Regions from separate parts of the Lactuca sativa genome. Here region 1 is linked to region 2. A link is a contact called in public Hi-C data. All regions are on one chromosome and are shown on one strand. Each heading gives the region's core, a stretch centred on a gene start, on an enhancer-like site or on the middle of the called end of the contact. The rest is flanking DNA. Distances are from core to core; before and after follow the strand shown. Region 1 holds the start of LOC111883972 (cytochrome c). Region 2 holds the start of LOC111878988 (probable serine/threonine-protein kinase At1g54610).

Region 1 (6,621 bases), core at 839-3,338, 260 kb after region 2:
ATATAGTTTTAACGATTTAGTTAAAAAAATACAGAATGATGACACTTGTCATAATTTTATTAGGTAGGCATATTTGTAGGAATAAAAAATAGCAAGCAATTTAATTTCTCCTAAAATATTTATAGGGGTTTTTTAATATGTGTCTTAAAGGCACAAATAAGAAACATTAAATTATAAGAAATATTATCAAAATTAAATGTGAAATGTATTAATTATATAAAATATTTTTCAAATTAAATATGACATGTTAAAAAATCTCATATTTATAAATCTCATACTTATAAATATTTGGCCTTATGTTATTTGCAACCAACAATTTGGAGATGCATGTTGAGTTGTCAATATAAGTTATAAATTTGGTGTAAAATCCTTGCATGAATTTTGTCAAGCTTTCCAAAATTTTAGGGATTTGAAATTGATTTTGATCGGAGCATTTTTAAACGAATTTTGTGATACCCATAAAATATAGGGCTAATAACATAACAATACTATATTTTAGTTTGCCCATTTAATTTTAATTCGTGTCAAAAAAAATACATCCATTTTTTAATAAAATTTCTATCGCGATCATGATGACCGCGAAATAATGGTCAAAAATCTCCTTTTTTTTTTGGTTAAAAAACTAACCATATTTAAAAAAATAAAAAATTAGAGCACCATAACCATTGTTTTCAATTGCTTGTTTTTATTGAAAAATGTTAATATACGGAAATCTATATTTTTTTTCCTCTATAAACAAACATTTATATCCATATATGTCGATGCCAAATCGTAAAGTTCACTTTTTGTGGTTAAAAATCATTCGGTGTCGGTTGCTTGTTTGTTGATATATATGACTCAATTATATTTTGCAAACTTAGAACGATGAAATTTAATCACTTATCAAGTATCGGGTTTTTTTAGTAAAGAATCACATCCTTTGATTTTTGCGGAAATAAACCTTTGTTATATGATAAATCATTTATAACGGTTTGTCAAAAGCAATCGGGTTATACTTTTATATATCATACATAATTTCTAATTAGGAATTGTATCATTTAATAACTTCTTGGATGCGATTTTTTTTAGCAAGCATGTTAGTTAACCTCTTACTATAAGTTGTGTTGGGTAAAAAGACTAGATCATATAAAAATGAAACTTAATTTTCTAACATCTAATAGACCAAATATTGACTTGTTTGATAATTGATGAATAAACTGATTGATTCACAGACATGATTGAGTTTGAACTCTGACTAAATTTACATCTGACTGGTTGTTCGGAACGATGAAAATGATAATTTTACCTTTCTGTTCTGTTTGTAACTCAAACGATACAAATTCATCTTTTCTATATAAACACACCTGTAACTATTAAGTAATATTATTGACATGTTGATTACTTATTAAAATGAATCTATAACAAGACCATGTCAATTAGAAATATAGTAACTTCTTGCAAATAATGATTACATAATGCAACTGTTATTCACATCACAAATAAAAAAAATACAACAAAGACTTTTTATAATTACAGTGTGTGACATGTGTTAGTTCTACACCATTATCTTAAGAAATATGGTAGGTGGAGAATGGAAGAGTGCTGCTGGAAATCGGGGCAAGAAGAAGAAGAAGACGTCTAGGACAAGGAAAACGAAAAAAACAACGTCGCCTAGGTAAAATGGGGACAAGTGTTGAAGGTGCTGAAATTGGAAGGAGGCGTGTTTTTTTTATTAGGGCATGATTGTCATTATCTCATTCACCTATTCGGTCAACCTCTTTTTTTTTCTTCGGAGCAAAATCAATAATTAGGTCAGACCCATTTTTCTCATGTATCAAACATACAGATCGGATATAGTCATTCAAAAAGTGTTTGACAGAATCCGTCAACAAAATATCAAACATCTAAATATGCTAGAACCTCGAGATTAAGCAATAGTTCAAGGTCTTAATCTGTAATTTAATCTAAAATACCTCTTTCAAAAAAATTTAATCTAAAATACAAGATTTCTTGTCAAATGAGGGTAAAAGCGTCAGATGAAATTTGAAGTGAGGGCATAAATGTCTCATGGCGTGTGCCGCGTCAATAAAGCCACGATCCTTTATGTAAACGCCATAAAACACCTGTAAAAGAAAGAAGAAAGTTCTCGAAAGGCGGTGTCGTCTCTGTAAAAGTCGAAACCCTAACTCTTTAAGATTCTTATTGGCGGCGTTTATTTCACCGGAAAATGGCGTCATTCGAGCAAGCACCAGGAGGCGATGCTAAAGTCGGAGAGAAGATATTCAAAACCAAGTGCGCTCAGTGCCACACCGTCGAAAAAGGAGCCGGTCACAAGCAAGGTTTTTACATTATTGTCTAAATCCCAAATAGCTTATTACTTGCCTTTTCCTCTATTTGTAATTTGAATTAGTATAATTTCCGCTGCTATATTATCGAAGATTTCTCGTTTTACTGCGATTCGACGTATGCAATGCTTTTGATGTCGTGATCTTTATACTTTTGACTCTTTCATATGCCACATCCTGGTAAAAGAATGCTATATTGTTCAATTGTGTGCTCTCTGGGTTCTTGGCGATTAATTGTATGTAGTGATTTGATGTTTATTGAGCTCATCTGCTTTAGGATCACATGGTTAGGTGTAGGACTTCTTTAATCAGGACCACTTGTTTGTAATCATTCTCATAATCTTTGTCATTCTCACGTATAAGCATCTAAGAGCAGATGAATGCTTCTATGGAAAACATTCACAAAAACAGTATTTTTGTCTTTCAATAAACCAAGTGGCGGAACGGATTTGAATTCCACCTACTATTGAATGGAATGATCATTTCCTTCCTTTGATGGAATCTTCCATTTGTGTCCAATTTACTACCAATCAAGTGGAATTGAATCATAAAAATGTTGTTGTATTGCATCTGTCTTGTAGTTTTTGCATTTGGTAAAAGATTTCTTTGTCTATCTCAAGTTTTTTTTTTTTTTTTTAGCATGCTCATATGGCTTTATATGAACTTCAGGGCCAAATCTGAATGGTCTTTTTGGAAGGCAATCTGGCACCACAGCAGGGTATTCTTATTCTGCTGCCAACAAGAATATGGCTGTGACCTGGGGAGAGAATACACTCTATGACTACTTACTAAACCCTAAGAAGGTACAAGACTACATATATCATTTGAAACTTGAAAGGTCCTAATTCACATCACATTTTCTTTTTTCTTTTTTCTTATAAATTGTGAAACTCATGTTGTGCAGTATATCCCTGGAACAAAGATGGTTTTCCCTGGATTGAAGAAACCACAAGATCGAGCTGATCTTATTGCTTATTTGAAGCAATCAACTTCTTGAATGATAAGATTTCATTCCTTTTATTTTCAATGGGACTTAACTACATCACATACTGACTTTTGTTGCAAATAACTTCATGTCATGTTGGACATGGCTTCATGGACATACATGCATGTTCCTAGGTTTCAGGTTTCCCTTTTATGAGGCACTTATTGTAGTTTTTGTGTCGAATTAGAACAAATACTTTGGGAAACAAGATTTATATCTTTTGTTTGGTGGCAAATGGCAATGGCATGTTGGGTTTAATATAAATTGGTAAGAATGCAACATCTGCGTATTATATGGTGACACCTTATGATAATGGTTAAAAGGCTAATGGAAATATGAGGTTAGAAATGATAGGACACAAAATGATGTGTGTCACCCGTTTGAAATTCACTATGAATGTTATTGGTGTGGGTGCTTTAATACATAATATAGTCAATGACTAAAATATAGTTATATTTGATGCAAATAATGATTCCTACAGAACATATTGCTCCATGTTAACATCCGCTATAATAATAATGATAAAGACAAAAAAGACATATGTCTAATCACATTACTATTTTCCAAAAAGTTGTAAAAAATAAGTCTGAACACTAAAACAACTAATTTTGCAGATGTCGAAATGGACATGACTCCAAGTAACGTCGTTTTAAGAAAAAACAAATGCAAAATTTAATATGCATATATCATCTGCAAAATTACAGGTTTTATATCGAACTTTATAATTTCTCAAATCTGATCAACGAAATTCGTAATTTCTTATTATCTGATACCTGAAAAAAAAAACCTTTTAATTTTGTGGTAAAAATTTCAAAGAAAATTTCCACAAGAAAGAGGCTTAAATGGTGTGAAAATAGATTTTTTATAAGCTTTTTTTTTCTTGAGTTTTCACCTTGAAAATAATGTAAAAATCAAGAAAGATGAAAAAATTATGCTATATATATGAGGACTATTTTGTGGCCCAATTCACAGTCCAGTAATGTTTTTTCGTAGACTCTAAATTTGTAAAATTGTATCCTAAAAGAAACATATAAACTTGAGTCAACGAGTTGAGAATGAGACGAGTAGTATGTACATTTTGGTCCTTTTTGTTTGGTGATTGCAAAAATAATGAAATTTTGCATTTTATCTTCGTATTTGGCCTTCTAACAGTGCGCTTCATTTATGTTAAAACACAATTTGTTAATGTTAAGTAACATTCTAGTGAAGGTTTAAGGAAGTTGGATGATATAGGCCTATAGGGCGCTTGGATAACATTATAATGTCATGTTTACACAATAAATGTATGTAGAAGTGGACTTAGATAGCAAATGGATCCTTTTTATTTTATTTTTTTTAGGATTTATTATTTTTGGTGCCTAAAACTTTTAAGCTGTACATGATCTCTAAAATCTCAAAGCCTGTCCTGCATACAGATACGATTCATATTCAATATTTTTATTTTATTTTATTTTAAACAAATAAAACTAATTCAACACTTTGGGGCTGGTTTTAGTAAAAACTATTTTTTGGCTGTACATTTTCTTTTTCAAACAAAAACATCATCCCTAAAATCCTATACAATCATACATTCATTCGTTCATCCATCAACTCTTTTTAAAACATTCTTTCTTTTTAGGTCCTAACTGTGACCCAATTTTCCTGTGACACCATCTCATTTTCTGTACATTGCCTTTGTGTCGACTTTCTCTTCTCATAACGGCGAACTGAAAATGGTATTTTACTCATAACTTTCATCTCCTCAGACTCATCCGAACCATAACCGTCATCACCCATATCCAAAACACTCAACGGCGAATACATTTCATGTTTTTTAATTACCATTTCGCCCTTGATGAATGGATGATTTAGAAGCTCATCAACGGTAGATCTCCTTTCTGCCTTCCTCACCAAACACTTGTTGAGAAAATCCAAACCGGATTTCGAAAAATCCCGAGGAAATGAAGGCAATTCGTTGCTCGAAGCAATCTTCAAAATTGCCGCCATTTGATTCGACACCCCGAGTTCACCCCATGGGGTCCGCCCCGTTGCCATTTCAATAACGGTGCACCCTAAAGACCAGATATCTGCTGAGAAATCTAGCCCTTCGTTCCTAAGAACTTCTGGAGCCATCCACAACGGAGTTCCACAGAGGAACTTCCGATTGATGGCTCCAGTGGTGCCTGTGCCCGACAGTAGCCGTCGGGCACAACCGAAATCAGCTAACTTTACGGTCCCACACGGACCCAAAAGCACATTTTGGCATTTAACATCACCGTGGACGATTCCACTATCGTGGAGATACTTCAATCCTTTGAGGATTTCCCGGGTGTAGACACGGATGACTCCCTCGTCTAATTTTCCACCGAGTTTCTCGGCGACATCACCGAGACTTCCGGCTGCCATGTACTCAATGAAAAGATTTGTTTTTGTGTGACCGTTTTCGCCGAAGGAAACGTCTTTTCCAAGGCATTGTACAATGTGAGGGGAATCCAGGCTCTTGAGAACGCTAGCTTCGTTCTCAAGAGACTGATCCCCCTCTTGAGATTCGGATGACTTCACCACGAAAAGTGAGCCGCTGGATTTGTTGATGGCCAAATGAACAACCCCGAATGAGCCTGATCCGATCATTTTGCCACGAACCCATTCGCATGGCAAAAGAGATGGAGACAACTCATCATCCCCGTTTCCCGACATCTTCTTTTTTGGTATCAGTTTTGCCTCTTCTCGGCTTTGAAGATAGATAGTAGTGTAAGTTTCTTTAATTAACAGATTTTATACAACCCAAAATATGAATCTGGAACAACTTCAAAGATGGAAGAAGAAGAAGAAGATAGATTTACATATGTAGGAAGTTGAAGGGTTTAGAGATCTCACCGTAAACCTTGGAAACCAGAATTCAGGCCGGGGTTACATAAAAGGCGAGCAAACTTATGGTGGTGGAGCGGTCTCCTAGTTGCCGGAAACCGCCCTCACTCACTAAGTTTGTGACGATTCTGGGAATCCGTTCTACCAAATTAGATTGTGAAGGTGGAACGAAAAGGTTGGATGGATAGATGGTTGATATATATGAAGTGTCTCTCTCTCTCTCCAAGCACCGCAGATTTTTAGCGAGGGAGAAAGAAAGGATGCTTGGTGATTGGTGATCCAAGAAATGTGGAATTCTTAACTGGTCAACCATTCTCAAATAGGGTCTCTGTCTCTTTTGTCCTAGTATTATAATCAAGGATGTGGTTGAAGTGATGATTAATGGCAAGAAAGAATTGTCAATAATGTTTACTGATACATAACATTAACATATGAATTCTTTAGTTATAACTATATCCATTAAGA
Region 2 (6,719 bases), core at 894-3,393:
ATTAGGTTCAAATTTGTGAAATTGGTTCAGATTTTTATTACATTTTTGTTTAGGGCCTTAGGTGTACATTTACATTTTCAAGTTGATTAGGTACAGATTTGGGAAATTGGTTAAGGTTTTCTGTTACATTTTTTAGCTTTAGGTTTACATATTTGATTTGATGAGGTTTGGATTATACAACATTACATTCAGCCACTTTATCCATACAAGACTTAATGGTTTATATAAAGTACCTCTGTTCTTCCAGGCATTATAGGCTTGCCAGCAAAAAGTTCAGCAAGGATGCAACCAGCACTCCACAAATCAACAGCTACTCCATAATCAGTAGCACCTAATAAAAGCTCAGGAGGCCGATACCACAAAGTAACAACTCTACTTGTTAAAGGTTGCCTTTGATTTGTGCTAAAAATAGTTGCTAGACCAAAATCCCCAATTTTTAAATTCCCATTATTGTCAATCAAAAGATTTGAGCCCTTGATGTCACGATGTAGGATTCCACGATTGTGGCAATGTTCTAGCCCACAAAGTAATTGTTTCATATAACATTTTATCTGCAAGTCAAATACAATAAATCCATATTAGAAGATAGAAGTTATGTGTTATTAGAAACAATTCTTCTATTCAATAAACAAGATGATTGCCTAAAAGAAAGAGATATACCTGTGATTCGGTAAACTTAATCATAGGAGATGCTGCAAGTCCAGCAAGATCATGCTCCATGTAATCAAATACAAGATACAAATTCCCAGAAACCCTAGATGTCAGTAAGCCTTCAAGCTTCATCACATTTGGATGGTCTAACCTACGAAGAACAATAATCTCTCTTGCCATAAACCTAACACTTTCTGGATCCATCTTAGTGAACCTTACCTTCTTTAAAGCAACAATCTTTCCAGTTTCAAGGTCTCGAGCTCTGTACACACTGCTGTAAGTCCCCTGTCCAATCTGCATCCAAATGTACACAATTTATATAAAATCTAACAGTTTCACTTTAAAATATAAGCAAAAGAAGGGCAGACCTTGTCTAATTTCTCAAATGAGTCTGCTCTTCTGGGCAACCATCCTTTAATGGCTTCCCCTGCAACAGCAGTGAGCCAAGAAGGCCAACCAGCAGCTTCTTGAGCACCATCAAATCCATTGGCAACGCTAAATGTTCTACAGATTTCAGGCTGGTGGTGTATCTCTCCGTTTCCCTTGGTTTCAGTTTTTGCAGGTTTTTGAGATAGTTGCACAAGCGGTTGCACTTGCACCACAGGTTGCTGCTCATAAACCACACTCTTTCTCTCCCCTTCATCCCATGGTGTTTGCCCTGAACTTGCTGTGTTTTCTCTGTTACCCTCTGAAATTAGCCTAGCAGTAGCTTCATTGCTGCCATTATCAACCTCCACTGCAACTTCATCCCTTCTTGAAGAACCGAGGAAACGTTTTGATGATCTCTTTGATTCCTTCTCTGAATACTCATTTGCTGATATTCCTTTCGAGCACATACACCCCATAACTGTTTCCAGATATGAAGTTTTACAATCCAATATATATCATCTAATCCAGCGATCCAATCAATTTGATCCTCAATATAAACGTTATTGATAGCTTGAAACCCCAACTTCCTAATTGCATTATGAACCTTCGATATAAAATAAACTGGAATGTCTACCCATGTAATCAAAACCCTAAATTCGCCAAATCGCACTAATAATTATGAACCCAAAACGATTCAAGATCCCTAATTAGAATATACAAACCTACCCCGGTGATGAAAAACAGAAACTCAATAAAGAGAGAGACCCAGATCGGAGTGTTGAAGAATTGTTGAAATTCAGATGAATGTGAAAAATTATTATCTTGCTTAAGTCAATTGAATGGGTCAAAACTCAACAACTCGATTATTTTATAGTTTTATGATGAGACGAATGAAATGGGGTGCTTGAGAATGACGACGAGTGAGGTGTGAGAAGGAATGGAGAGAGAAATTTTCGGATCTATGTGAAAGAGCGTTGGAATGCGAGGGATCGATTGATACGTAGCAGTGTCTGAGGGATGGAAGGAAGCTCGAATGGTTTTGAGTTTTGACTCGTGAAGATGAAGGCAGAAGGCAGAAGGCAGAAGGCAGGAAGGGAAGAGGGAATCTCTGACGACACATGGCATATTTTCTGTCATTTTCTTAACCTATATATCCATGTGGGTCCCATTTTGTCCTCAAGGATCCAAGGACAAAAGAATACTCCATTCTTAAATAATTCATGACACCTTATGTTAAAACTTAACAAAAATATAATACTTTTTTGCTTTGTGTTAACGTTTTTATTGATTGATAGCCCATTATTTAGATTATAATTTATGTGGAAACTAGGTTGGATTATAATATTTATTTAAGCCCATCAAACTGTAGGTATTGGGCTATCGGCTCTTATTAGGGCTTACACCGTTGGAAAAAAAAATAGATAATGGGATTTATTTATACTTTAGATCTAAAAATATTTCAATTTGTACGGAATCAAAAAAACTTTAATGGGTTTGGTCCCTAAAAAGTTGTAAGGACCGTTATATTATTTTAATTTATTTTTTTGTATTTTTTTATTTTTATTTTAATATTTTATTAATTAAAAAACATGCTCACCCAACCCAATAGTTGTGTCCTCTCCCCTTCTCCTTCACTTTCTTTTGCCTATGTATGCCCTTTTTTCTCAAAATCGATCCAACTCTTTTATGCCTCTTTTTCATCGAGGAAGCTATAAACACAATGTTTGATATAAAAGTAATGTGTTCATGCTTGAGATATGATTATCGAATGGTATGTAGAACCGATTTTTTTTGATGGATTGGTTGTAAGACAATGATATTGTTTTGTTTTGATCAACATTAATTTTCGATAAATTGTTAATTTTATCTAGTTCTAATTTCGATCTTATTTTGAGTTTTATAGGTTAGCAAATTATAGAAAATGATGGTCCAATGTTGTTTCATTGAAGAAGATGCCTTGAGATTTCGATGTGCACGCTAATTTCGATGTGAAGTATTATCGAAAGAAGTTCTTGATGGTTTTCGATCTCGAATCAAATTTCGATGGTACAATTATGTGATTTAATTTTAATGGGTTAAATGATGGAGAGATTTCGATTGAGATGGTGCTTTGATCTTGAGATGCTTCAAGACATTCGTTTCGTTTCAATTCAAAGTGTAGATGATCGAAATGGATTTTCAAATTAATGAAGAGATTACATGCTTCATGTTGTTGCTTTCGATTCGTGGTTAAACGTGTGACATCCGTTTTCAGGTATGAATCTTTTAGCATTTAATTATTTCAAGTTTGATGTTTGGGGATTTATGACTGATTGTGGTGTAGTGGTAGAGACCCGGCACGGTACGACCACATCATTTAAGTCGCGATGCAATCAGGTGTTGGTTGTGGTGTGGTGGCGGCTGGGCTCAAAACCCTATACCTCTGGCATTGAGCCTTATTTAAGCAAACCTTATGATTAGGGTCTCGTTTCATTATAACGTCCCAAACTTCCAGGTCGGGTCACCACCAGATGAGAAACAAGGATAAGGATATCCAGAAGATGACCTTTAGGGATCGTTATGTCCATTACGAATTCGTGGTGGTGCATTTGGGCTCACCAATGCACTGACAACGTTCATGGACCTCACGAACCATGTGCGCATGTCGATGTTGGATCAGTCACTGATTGTGTTTATTGATGATATTTTGGTTTATTCTAAGATCGAGGAGCAGCACAGGATGCACTTGAAGGAGGTTCTTGAGACTTTAATAAGGAGAGGCTTATGTCAAACTCTCTAAGTGCGAGTTTAGGTTGTGCGAGGTTCAATTTTTAGGGTACCTCGTCAATCAGGATGATATCTTAGTTGATACAGATAAAACTGAGGTTGTGATGTGATGGGAGGTTCCAAGGTCTCCATCTGAGATTCAAAGTTTCCTTGTGTTGTTCGGGTATTATCGGAGGTTTATCCAGGATTTCTCAAAGATAGTGGTACCTTTGACTCAATTGACGAATAAGGCATTTGCTTTTCATTGGGGGCCTAAGCAGCAGTTGGCATTTGAGGATATGAGGCAAAAGTTATGTGAGGCATCGGTTTTGACCCTTCCCGAGGGTGATGAAGATTATACGATGTAACACCCCGACTCCCAACTTGGAAGGTGATTTTCAAGAAGAAGACTTGAAGTATAAGAGGAGTGGTGCAAGAAAAGCTAGTGGATCTGACCCTTCTGCTTATTGGCATCAGTTTGAAGGCAGTGGAGTACGTGGCAGTGATTTGAGAGTTTGAGCTTATCGCTTCAGTTCGACAGTTGTGAGGTGAGTTTTCCTCACTATAGCAAGGGTCTAAGGCACCAAGGTTGACCCTTTTGGATTGTTATCCTGATATGTTATATGCTTGAGTATTGTATAATCTGTTAGATCAGTATCCTGGTAGATAGGATGGTATATGTTGTTATGATCCGTTATATCAGTATCCTAGTAGATAAGATGTTATATGTTGCTATGATCCGTTAGATCAGAATCCTGGTAGATAGGATGTTACTATGATGTTATGATATGTTAGATCAGTTTGTCTGTCTATAGATTGTTATGTGATTAGCCGATATATGTACACATGTTTGATTAGTAGTTGAGGCTTATCTGCTTTGTGCGAAAGCCAATAGACTTGGGCATTCCAACCCGATTGTTGTAGGTCGTGAGTATTCCATCCCAAGGATGATTGGACTCGTAGTATGTGGGCATTCCAACCTGTTGGTTGTGGGCCTGGGGTATTCCATCCCGAGGATGATTGGACCCATAGTATGTTGGCATTCCAACCGGATGGTTGAGGGACTGGGGTATTCCAACCCGATGGTTGACTAGACCCATAGTATGTTGTCTGTGATTATATGTATATTGTTGCGTGTATGGGTATTTTGGGGGAACTTACTAAGCTTCGGGCTTATAGTTTTAGATTTGGTTTCATGTACCTCAAATGATCGCGGGAAGGCAAAGGTGTGATCGTATAGCTCCTCACATTTATGACTTTGTTTCTGGGATGCTCTAATATTATACTATTTTGAAAACAAGTTTTGCAATGATTAATGGTTTTGAAATATTTTGAAAAAGTTTAAATTTGGCATGATTTTATGGGTGTTACGAGTTGGTACCAAAGTCTTGGTTTGAGTAAATTGGAGGAACACTCGTGTGAATCCAGTCTGAAATCAAGGAAAGATTTTCAAAATGGTTTTAAATGGTTTTCAAAATAAGTAAATGAGGATGCAGAGTATACGATCAGCCGGAGCCAGTAAGTAGACCCTAAAATACCATGCAACTATTTGATTATGTGATATGTTAGAACAACATCCTAATACTAGGCTAAGGATCTTCAGGAATTACATGATAGAATTGCCAGATTGTATGATGTCTTATAGCCTAGGGTTTTCCTTATATGAAATTGACATCATTACTGTGGTTTCTTAGTGTATGCATCACAGCCATACATAATTAAGACCTTATAGCATGAGAATGTTTGGTTATCTTATTTCCAGTTCTTGACTTATGAAGGGCTTAGGGTAGGATCAGGTATTCGAAAGTTTATAGGGTCCAGCGTTATATATGACTAGCATACACTAGTGTTGTAGGGTTGGTGGAAGTTTCATGGATGGGTGGGTTGCGTGAGGCCGGTAGGTCAGTTATGAGATAGTTAGCCTTCCTCTAGGGGTGAGGATTGAGCGACCACCATGTATATGTATATTGTTAGGGTGTTGTGGTGATACTTGAGACAAATATAGGTAGGTGTGGAAGATAGTATGGGCCCGTTGTTAGATGCATTTCATCCATTTTGTAGTTTTACTCCATGAAAGTGCATTACATATAGGCTTAAACTCATGCATTTTGCATGTTTTTCGGGATTTTTCATGTGGCAATTTCGTTCACACATTTTTGTGATATTTCAGGGACTTTTGGAGGTTGGATATTGTTGGAGGAGGTAAATAAGAGTTGCAGACAAAATTTCGGGACTTGCGGAGCACCGAGGAACAAGATATCAAAGAAATGAAGATTTTGACTTTACAGAGATACACAGCCGTGTAAATGGAAGTCTTGCGTTTACACGTCCGTGTAAATGTAGATTTCTGCGCAGTGTATTTTTGCGTTTACGCGGGCGCATAAACGACAATGTTAATTTACGCGGGTCGTGTAAACGTAAATTCAGGTTTTAAAGCAATTTTCACCATTCTTAAAGGGGGGCACCGATTTTTTTAAGAGGGAGTCGATTTTGGAAGGAGAGAAGGCGATTTTATGGAAGATTTTGGAGTTGATTAACACTTGGGAACATTTGATTTCATTTTGTAAGAACTTTAATTCAGTTTCTAGATTTGTGATCTTGTTCTAGTCATGGGTGGCTAGAACCCTATATTCTCCAACTTTATGTCTTGACTTCTAGTTGTGATTTCAATCATACGACTTGATGTTTGCTTTCAATTTTCTATCCAGTGAATTTGATTTTGTTTCAATTGAATGTTTGATTCTAATTGTGATTCTTATTGGCCATTTGAATTAGGGTTAGATCATTCAAGTTATCTAATTGCAAAATCCGTAATTGTTTTGTAAATTGGACTAGGTAATAAGCATTAAACTGATTTCTATTGAATGAATTTAGAGTAAATCTTATTCACACATTCTTATGCTCCCGGGCTTATGAGGAGTATTGAGTGTTGTTGGGAACATTCACATAAAGTT

Evidence for each region. Hi-C and Micro-C count contacts between places; a contact is called where the count stands out from the background.
Region 1: a contact with region 2 is called in a Hi-C map of seed, with 6 times the contacts expected there. The contact joins the promoter of LOC111883972 here to the promoter of LOC111878988 in region 2. A contact is called at or near these places in 4 of 4 Hi-C or Micro-C datasets (bud, leaf and seed).

The regions. Positions count from the first base shown.
Region 1 is chr9:220,697,102-220,703,722 of Lsat_Salinas_v11, forward strand. LOC111883972 (cytochrome c) reads left to right here and starts at 2,089. Exons shown (of 3, transcript XM_023880300.2): 1 at 2,089-2,318; 2 at 2,994-3,127; 3 at 3,229-3,573. The coding sequence starts at 2,207. The coding sequence ends at 3,321. It overlaps LOC111883979 (mitogen-activated protein kinase kinase kinase 17), which reads right to left and starts at 6,434. Exons shown (of 2, transcript XM_052767500.1): 1 at 6,166-6,434; 2 at 4,731-6,019. The coding sequence starts at 5,985. The coding sequence ends at 4,924.
Region 2 is chr9:220,441,927-220,448,645 of Lsat_Salinas_v11, forward strand. It overlaps LOC111878988 (probable serine/threonine-protein kinase At1g54610), which reads right to left and starts at 2,144. Exons shown (of 8, transcript XM_023875450.3): 1 at 1,020-2,144; 2 at 661-945; 3 at 234-551. The coding sequence starts at 1,496.